2 separate regions of the Mus musculus genome follow, and region 1 is linked to region 2. Evidence: chromatin contacts called from public HiChIP or PLAC-seq data. All regions are on one chromosome and are shown on one strand. Each heading gives the region's core, a stretch centred on a gene start, on an enhancer-like site or on the middle of the called end of the contact. The rest is flanking DNA. Distances are from core to core; before and after follow the strand shown.

What was found. HiChIP or PLAC-seq counts read pairs in DNA pulled down with a chosen protein or histone mark.
Region 1: a contact with region 2 is called in an H3K4me3 HiChIP or PLAC-seq map of bone marrow-derived macrophages, with 3 times the contacts expected there. The contact joins two enhancer-like sites. A contact is called at or near these places in 1 of 484 Hi-C or Micro-C datasets (nephron progenitors), 3 of 115 datasets of contacts at active chromatin or transcription factors (bone marrow-derived macrophages, embryonic stem cells and microglia) and 1 of 9 other capture datasets (adipose tissue).

The regions. Positions count from the first base shown.
Region 1 is chr4:150,059,487-150,062,487 of GRCm38.p6, reverse strand. No RefSeq gene overlaps it. Among named protein-coding and RNA genes, the nearest start is that of Mir34a, 7.5 kb to the left of the region's middle. Within about 2 kb of position 1,732, at least 160 of the 459 cell types and tissues checked have an H3K27ac peak or open chromatin away from gene starts, as enhancers often do. A contact at or near this core is called in adipose tissue, bone marrow-derived macrophages and microglia, where this site is marked.
Region 2 is chr4:149,888,511-149,891,372 of GRCm38.p6, reverse strand. No RefSeq gene overlaps it. Among named protein-coding and RNA genes, the nearest start is that of Gm13070, 13 kb to the left of the region's middle. Within about 2 kb of position 1,267, at least 136 of the 459 cell types and tissues checked have an H3K27ac peak or open chromatin away from gene starts, as enhancers often do. A contact at or near this core is called in adipose tissue, bone marrow-derived macrophages and microglia, where this site is marked.

The sequences.
Region 1 (3,001 bases), core at 483-2,982, 170 kb before region 2:
GCTGAAACAACCACCTCCTCGCTGCCCTCCCTCCTCAGACAGGAGTTCCCCAGAGACTGGAAAAACAGAGATTGGCTGAGGCCCCACCTTCAGCGAGGAGAGGAGAGCCCGCTCCCAGTAAGTGTCCGTAATTTACAGTTGTATTTAAGGAAGTCTTGCCCTTCCAACCCTGAACAAAGAGGGTCACCCCAATAAAGCCAGGTGCTGTCACTGAGCAGAGGCAGCCCCCACCCCCACCCCCAGGAAGGAAAAGCTCACATTACCCGATAAAGCTTCTCTTCCAGAGATCTCTTCCAGTGGCAGATCTCCCTAAGGTTTCTAGACCTGTCTCCTCAATTTGCCACAAACCATTTGGGCTCCTTGTGAGAGAGATCTGCCTCTCAGAGCCAAGGGCCTGAAAACCACACGTGCTTCTCCAAGGCCAACTGGCAATCCGTTCTCCACTCCCAATGTCCTTGTCCAATGTTGGAAACGGTCCCTAAGGGCGCCAGGCAACTAAGGCAGTGGGAGAAAGAAAAGGGTGGTTCACTTCTCAGTAAACCAAGGGAGGCCCCGAGTGGCTGGGGATGGGTAGCCAGGCCGGCTGGCTCCACCTGTCTGACCTGCTCAGCTCACTGCCCCCTCAGGCGGGCACAGCTGCTAGGAGCTGGGCTAGCTGCCAGCACCTACCTGGGCCCCTGCAGAGGTGTGCACTCACCTGTCCCTTGTCCCTCCCCGCCGCCGCTGTTCCTTTGCCCAGGGAAGCAGGCACTGAGTCGTCTCCCTGAGTCATCTGGATGCTGACCCAAAAGCCAGAGGGAGTAAAGGAAGAACAAAGAGGAGAGGGGAAGAGGGGAGAGGGAGGAAAATCCCCAGTCCCACACCTGAGCACGCTAGCCTGTATAGTCAGTCATGCGGGTGAGGCTGGGTGGGGCCTGGTCTGGAAGTTAGCCTGGCCACGGCCATATCTTAGGGCTGTTCTATCTCTGTGGGCAAGCTCTTTGGAGGAAGCAGTTCCACTGTCCATCCATGGGCTGGCTCCGTCTACCACAGACACTGGAATCCACAGAACCTAGAGCTGTCCAGAGACGTGGAAAGGCATGGGCAGTGGCCTTTAGGAGCCCAGAGGCTGTGCCGGGCCTCTTCCCTAAGCTCTGCTGTGAGCACACAGGGCCCATCTGTCCCTCTTGCTCCTAAACTTCAAAAAGAATCCCTGAGTTCTTGGGTGCTGCTGGTTTGTTAGGGGATGGCTTGGTTTGCTGGACTCACCGAGGTGCTGATTGGCATAGCTGGGGTGGGGGACAGGGGCTCTGGGCTGCGAGCATCATTGGCAATTTCCCTGTTACCCAGGATCAAGAGGCCTGAGCAGGCAGATTTCGCTTCTCTTCCCTTTGACCCCGTGCCTGGCACGGGGGTAGCGTCTACACACACAGCCCCGTCTGGGTAGAAGGTCACAGACACAGTGTTTACAACGAAGCCGGATGGATGTCTGACCCTTGGGTTCGGACCATGTGCTTCTGAGCTGTCCAAAGAAGGGGAGTCTTGGAGAGTCACAGCAGAAGAGACCCAGTGAGAGCCCAATGGGGAAGCTGGAGACACACAGAGAGTTTCCCAATAGATGCAGGGTGGGTTCCCAACTGTAAGACTCAAACCGGAAAAACAGACCCCAGATTTCCTAAGGTAGTAGAGAGGCAGAGGAAGGAGCAGAGAGTCGCCCTGATGGAATTCACACAGCAACAGGAGGCAGCTGCCCGCGGCTGGGAGTGGCCCGGCAGGTCTCGGGCCTCACGCAGGGTGTGCCTGTCTGCGAGGAACACTTTATGAAGCCTCAACTCAAAGCCAGCACCTTCGCTCAGCTACCCCAAGAGGAACCGACTGACACGCCAGGCCTCGTTCCAGGAGCCGGTCCTCCACACGGGGTCAGTACCCTGGGCAGGCTCCAGTAGTCCACCTAGGATTCTGACCCCTCTGTTCACATAGTCGGGCTTCTGTCTTTCCCCCACACCAGGCCTTGGATAGAAGGCCTAAAAAAAAAAATCCCACAAACACAACCAACTTCCCTGGCTCTTACATCATCCACCAGACCCTGGGGCTGGAGCCCAAACCAGCAAGACGCTGGCTGGCTGCAGAAAACCTCAGGGCAAGGTGCAGTGCTGCAGGCTCGTAATGGGCTAAGAAAGCACTTACCAGGCTAGGCTAAAGTGTGTGTGTGTGTGTGTGTGTGTGTGTGTGTGTGTGTGTAGTGAGGGGTGTCTACTAGCTTCAATTTAGAAAAAGAAGAATTATGTATTTACATACCAACTCCCATGATAAAGTCATCTGGGATCCCCCCAAGTAGGAAGGCCACTTGTGGTTACAGCTGGTGAGTCAATGAAAACACCCCACCAAGCCAATGAGCTCAGCTTCTCAGGAAGGAACAAAGGAAGCGGTACCAAGCCAGTGGCCGCTTCAGGCACTGAGCTGTGGTCCCAGAAAGCCCTCCGCTGAAGCCTCTGACCAGAACTGCTGCGGAAGACGGTTTGCCTCCCAAGGGGCTCTGGCAATGTCTGAAAACATATGTGTTTGCTGCCCTGGGCGGGGGCTGGAAATGCTGGGCATTCTAGCTCACGGGACAGTCCCCCCAAACAAGGACTTTGATCTAAATGTTAATAGCCCTGTGGTGGAGAAGCTGCCCCCACCCTCTGAAAGCCCCTTTCCTTCTGTGGAATTCACCGACAGTGACTCAGGTGACCCTCAGTTCTGAGGGTCCTTGCTTGTAAGAGCTCCTCCCTGTAGCAAGGGCAAGCCTGTGGGCTCCTTGTCTCTGCAAGGAAACAGACCCCAGCCTGGGGTGATCTGCCAGGCCAACTTTCCTCTTGCCACCTAGTTCCAAGCATCCCATGGGTCTCACTAGTGACATCAGCTGGTTCCCACCACCACCACACTAGTGACCCCACAGCTGGTTCTCACCAACATCCACCATCACACTAGTGACCCCACAGCTGGTTCCCACCAACATCCACCATCACACTAGTGACCCCAC
Region 2 (2,862 bases), core at 18-2,517:
ACTGGTTACGTTGTCCTCTCTCCCTGGCCACTTACCTAAAGGCTAGTCCTCCGACACCAGGTTTCTGTGTGCTTGACCCATATTCCCTGGGAGGAACCCAGGGCAGACTCAATGTCGTAGGTCCAGGATCCAGTTACAAATCTTTTACTGTACACTTCAGTGCGTGCTAATATAGATGCTGTCTCCCCTCTGACCTACTATACTATCACGGTCTAGAAAGGATGAGCACCAATCAGAGAGGTCCCTGGAAACAGAGGTTGAGCCTGAGTGAGACATCACATCTTAAGGGTCAAGTTCCCTATGGGACCTCAAGAGGTCTTCTTCCCTCCACCCTACCCCCCACCCCTGTCTGATGGCACAAGGATGCCAACGGACCCCTGCAGCTTTTCCTGGAGGGCTGCGTGAATTGGTCCTACAAGGACATGGAATGTGAATCCCGAGCTACTGGGAGACAGGAGTTGCAGCTGGTGCCATGCCAAACTGGGGTGCCGTGGTCAGTCGTCACAGTCCTCTGTGCGCATGGTTTGATTTACAGGAGGCCGAGAGCAGCTCCAACTGCAGACAGAAAACTATTTGAAGCAGCTGCCAGATGTTGTGTCTGAGCTGGGTTTTACAACTTGCTTACTGGTGAACAGCCACCTCCTGCTGGAGTTCAGCTTGCCCCAGTGGGTTTGGGCCCTGGCGCCAACCCCACAAGCCTGTCTTTTCAGCTGCCTGAAGGCTCGCTCCTGTTTAGCAGGAATCTTGTTGGGACGTTGAGGGGGAGCCAGGCTGGGAGCCCAGTTTCCAAAGCATCCCACCTTCCTGAGGAGGTCCTGAGGGTCTGACTTCAGGATTTCTCTCAGAAGCTCTAAGAACGCTCTGGAATGCCTGTCTGAGCTCAAGCACTTGGGGTGTGGCCTGAGAGATGTATGTACCGAGTATGACTTTTTTGTCTTTCTTGTTCTGTGTCCTGGTCTCTCCCGCTTTAGCCATCTGACCCCAAAGGCACAGAGGACGAGGGCTGGGACCAAAAGCTCAGCCAAGAGCTTCTAGAAGGTTCCTAACATTGTGCACGAGAGAGGGAGGTACTAGTGAGTACAGCCTGTCTGTGGATGCCGCAGTGTTGAGCCAAGACAGCCCTAAAGGGTGGTCAGGATTTTCCCTAGCATGAGACTACTGGAGTTCACTGGAAGTTAGAACACATTTCTAGCCCTCCCTGTGGCAAGGGACTCGGGACTCCAGGCTCATGATCACTTCCTGGGGCTGTGAAGCAGAGCTGAGTGTGACAGGGAAAGGGGCGGGGAGGAGGAAGGAGACGCGTGATTAATCTTGTTGCCTGTGAAAGCATGCCTGTGTCCGTCCAGGAATCCTGGCCGAGGGCCGCCAGAGTGGACAGAGTGTTCAGTCCCCTCCTGAAAGCGCCAGCGATGTTTTGTCCGCCGGGAAGGAAAACACCCTTTGCCTAAGCTAGAACTTGGCTCTGCCTCCGGGAGACGCCTGGGAGGCCTCCTTCTGAGAGGAGTGTAGTTGAGGACTAGAGGGTTTTGAGAGCCCTGCTTCTCTGAGGTGCCAGGGGTGCCCTCTAGCCTCAGGACCGCCCCTCTGTGATCTTGCCCAGCTACTCCCCCACCCAACCCCCCTTTTTTTTTCCTTCTGCAATAAGAAAAAAGAAAAAAGTTCCCAATGGTTCATCTCTCCCAAAAACCTGTGTTACCCGCCCAAAAATGATGGCGGAACTTAAGACATTCCCAGGCTGGCCCACATCAGGCACAGTGACCCTGCAGAAGTATAGGGACTCAGGCCCAAGATCATACGTCTGGGGTTTGGACTCAACATCTGTGAATGTGGCCCTGTCAGCTGCCCAGGTAGCCTGACTGTGCCTTCTGTGATTGGGAATAATAATAACTTTGAACCAAGCTCATGCTATTACCAAGATCAAAGGCAGTGTGAGTGAGGAGATATGACCAGAAGCCCAAGAAGCCATGCATATACGCACGCACGCACGCACGCACGCACGCACGCACGCACGCACGCATGCCCTAGAATCATTACCCATTTATTTACGGGGCAGTGGGAAAGAGACGCCTCCTAGCAATCCCTACTGCTGCCAGACAGCCCCTCCCTCTGGCTCAGCACTTCCTCCTGGGTCCTTAGCAGCCCTTCAGGAAGCTGATGGTCTCTTTGAGCATGCCCCCCCCCCGCCCCCACTTCCTGAAAGGATGGATTTGGCTGCAGGTGTCACTTCCTTCAAGGGAAGCCATGCAGCAGCCCAGCCCAGACTCACCCTGAGAACATGCCGGCCTCCTATGAAGGCTCAGAGGCCAGGGTTCCTGTCAGGATAGCCTATAAAATGTTGCCAAAGACCCCAGACTAATGGAGTCCCATTAGACCCAAACAGGTCTTGGCCCCATTGCCTGTGCCAGACGCACGTGGACACTGAATAGAGACCCAGAAAACCTGAGGTTCAACGGGAGGACACGAACTGGCAGACACGGGGCAGGGGCTGCAGGGGAGAATGTGGTGGACCCTCCCAGGCATCCTGGGCAGGGATGTCCTAGGGGCATTGGGAAGGATGAGTAGGAGGGTTCCAGAAAGGAAAGTAAGCCCATTTATGTAGGTTTCTAAATACAACTGGTTGTTCTGAGTAGCTCTTTGTAAAACAATAGAGTCCAGGGTTCAATTGGCTTTGTGGTAGACATAGAGGTCATAGTTAGTGATGGTGGTGGTGATGGAGATGGTGGTGAAGATGATGATGATGGTGATGATGACAGTGATGGTGATAGAGATGGAGATGGTGCTGGTGGTGGTGGTGATGTCATCCAAGCACATGTGTCTGTAGCCCACAGAAAGCTCTGTGAAGAGTCTTAGAAGCCCAGGTAG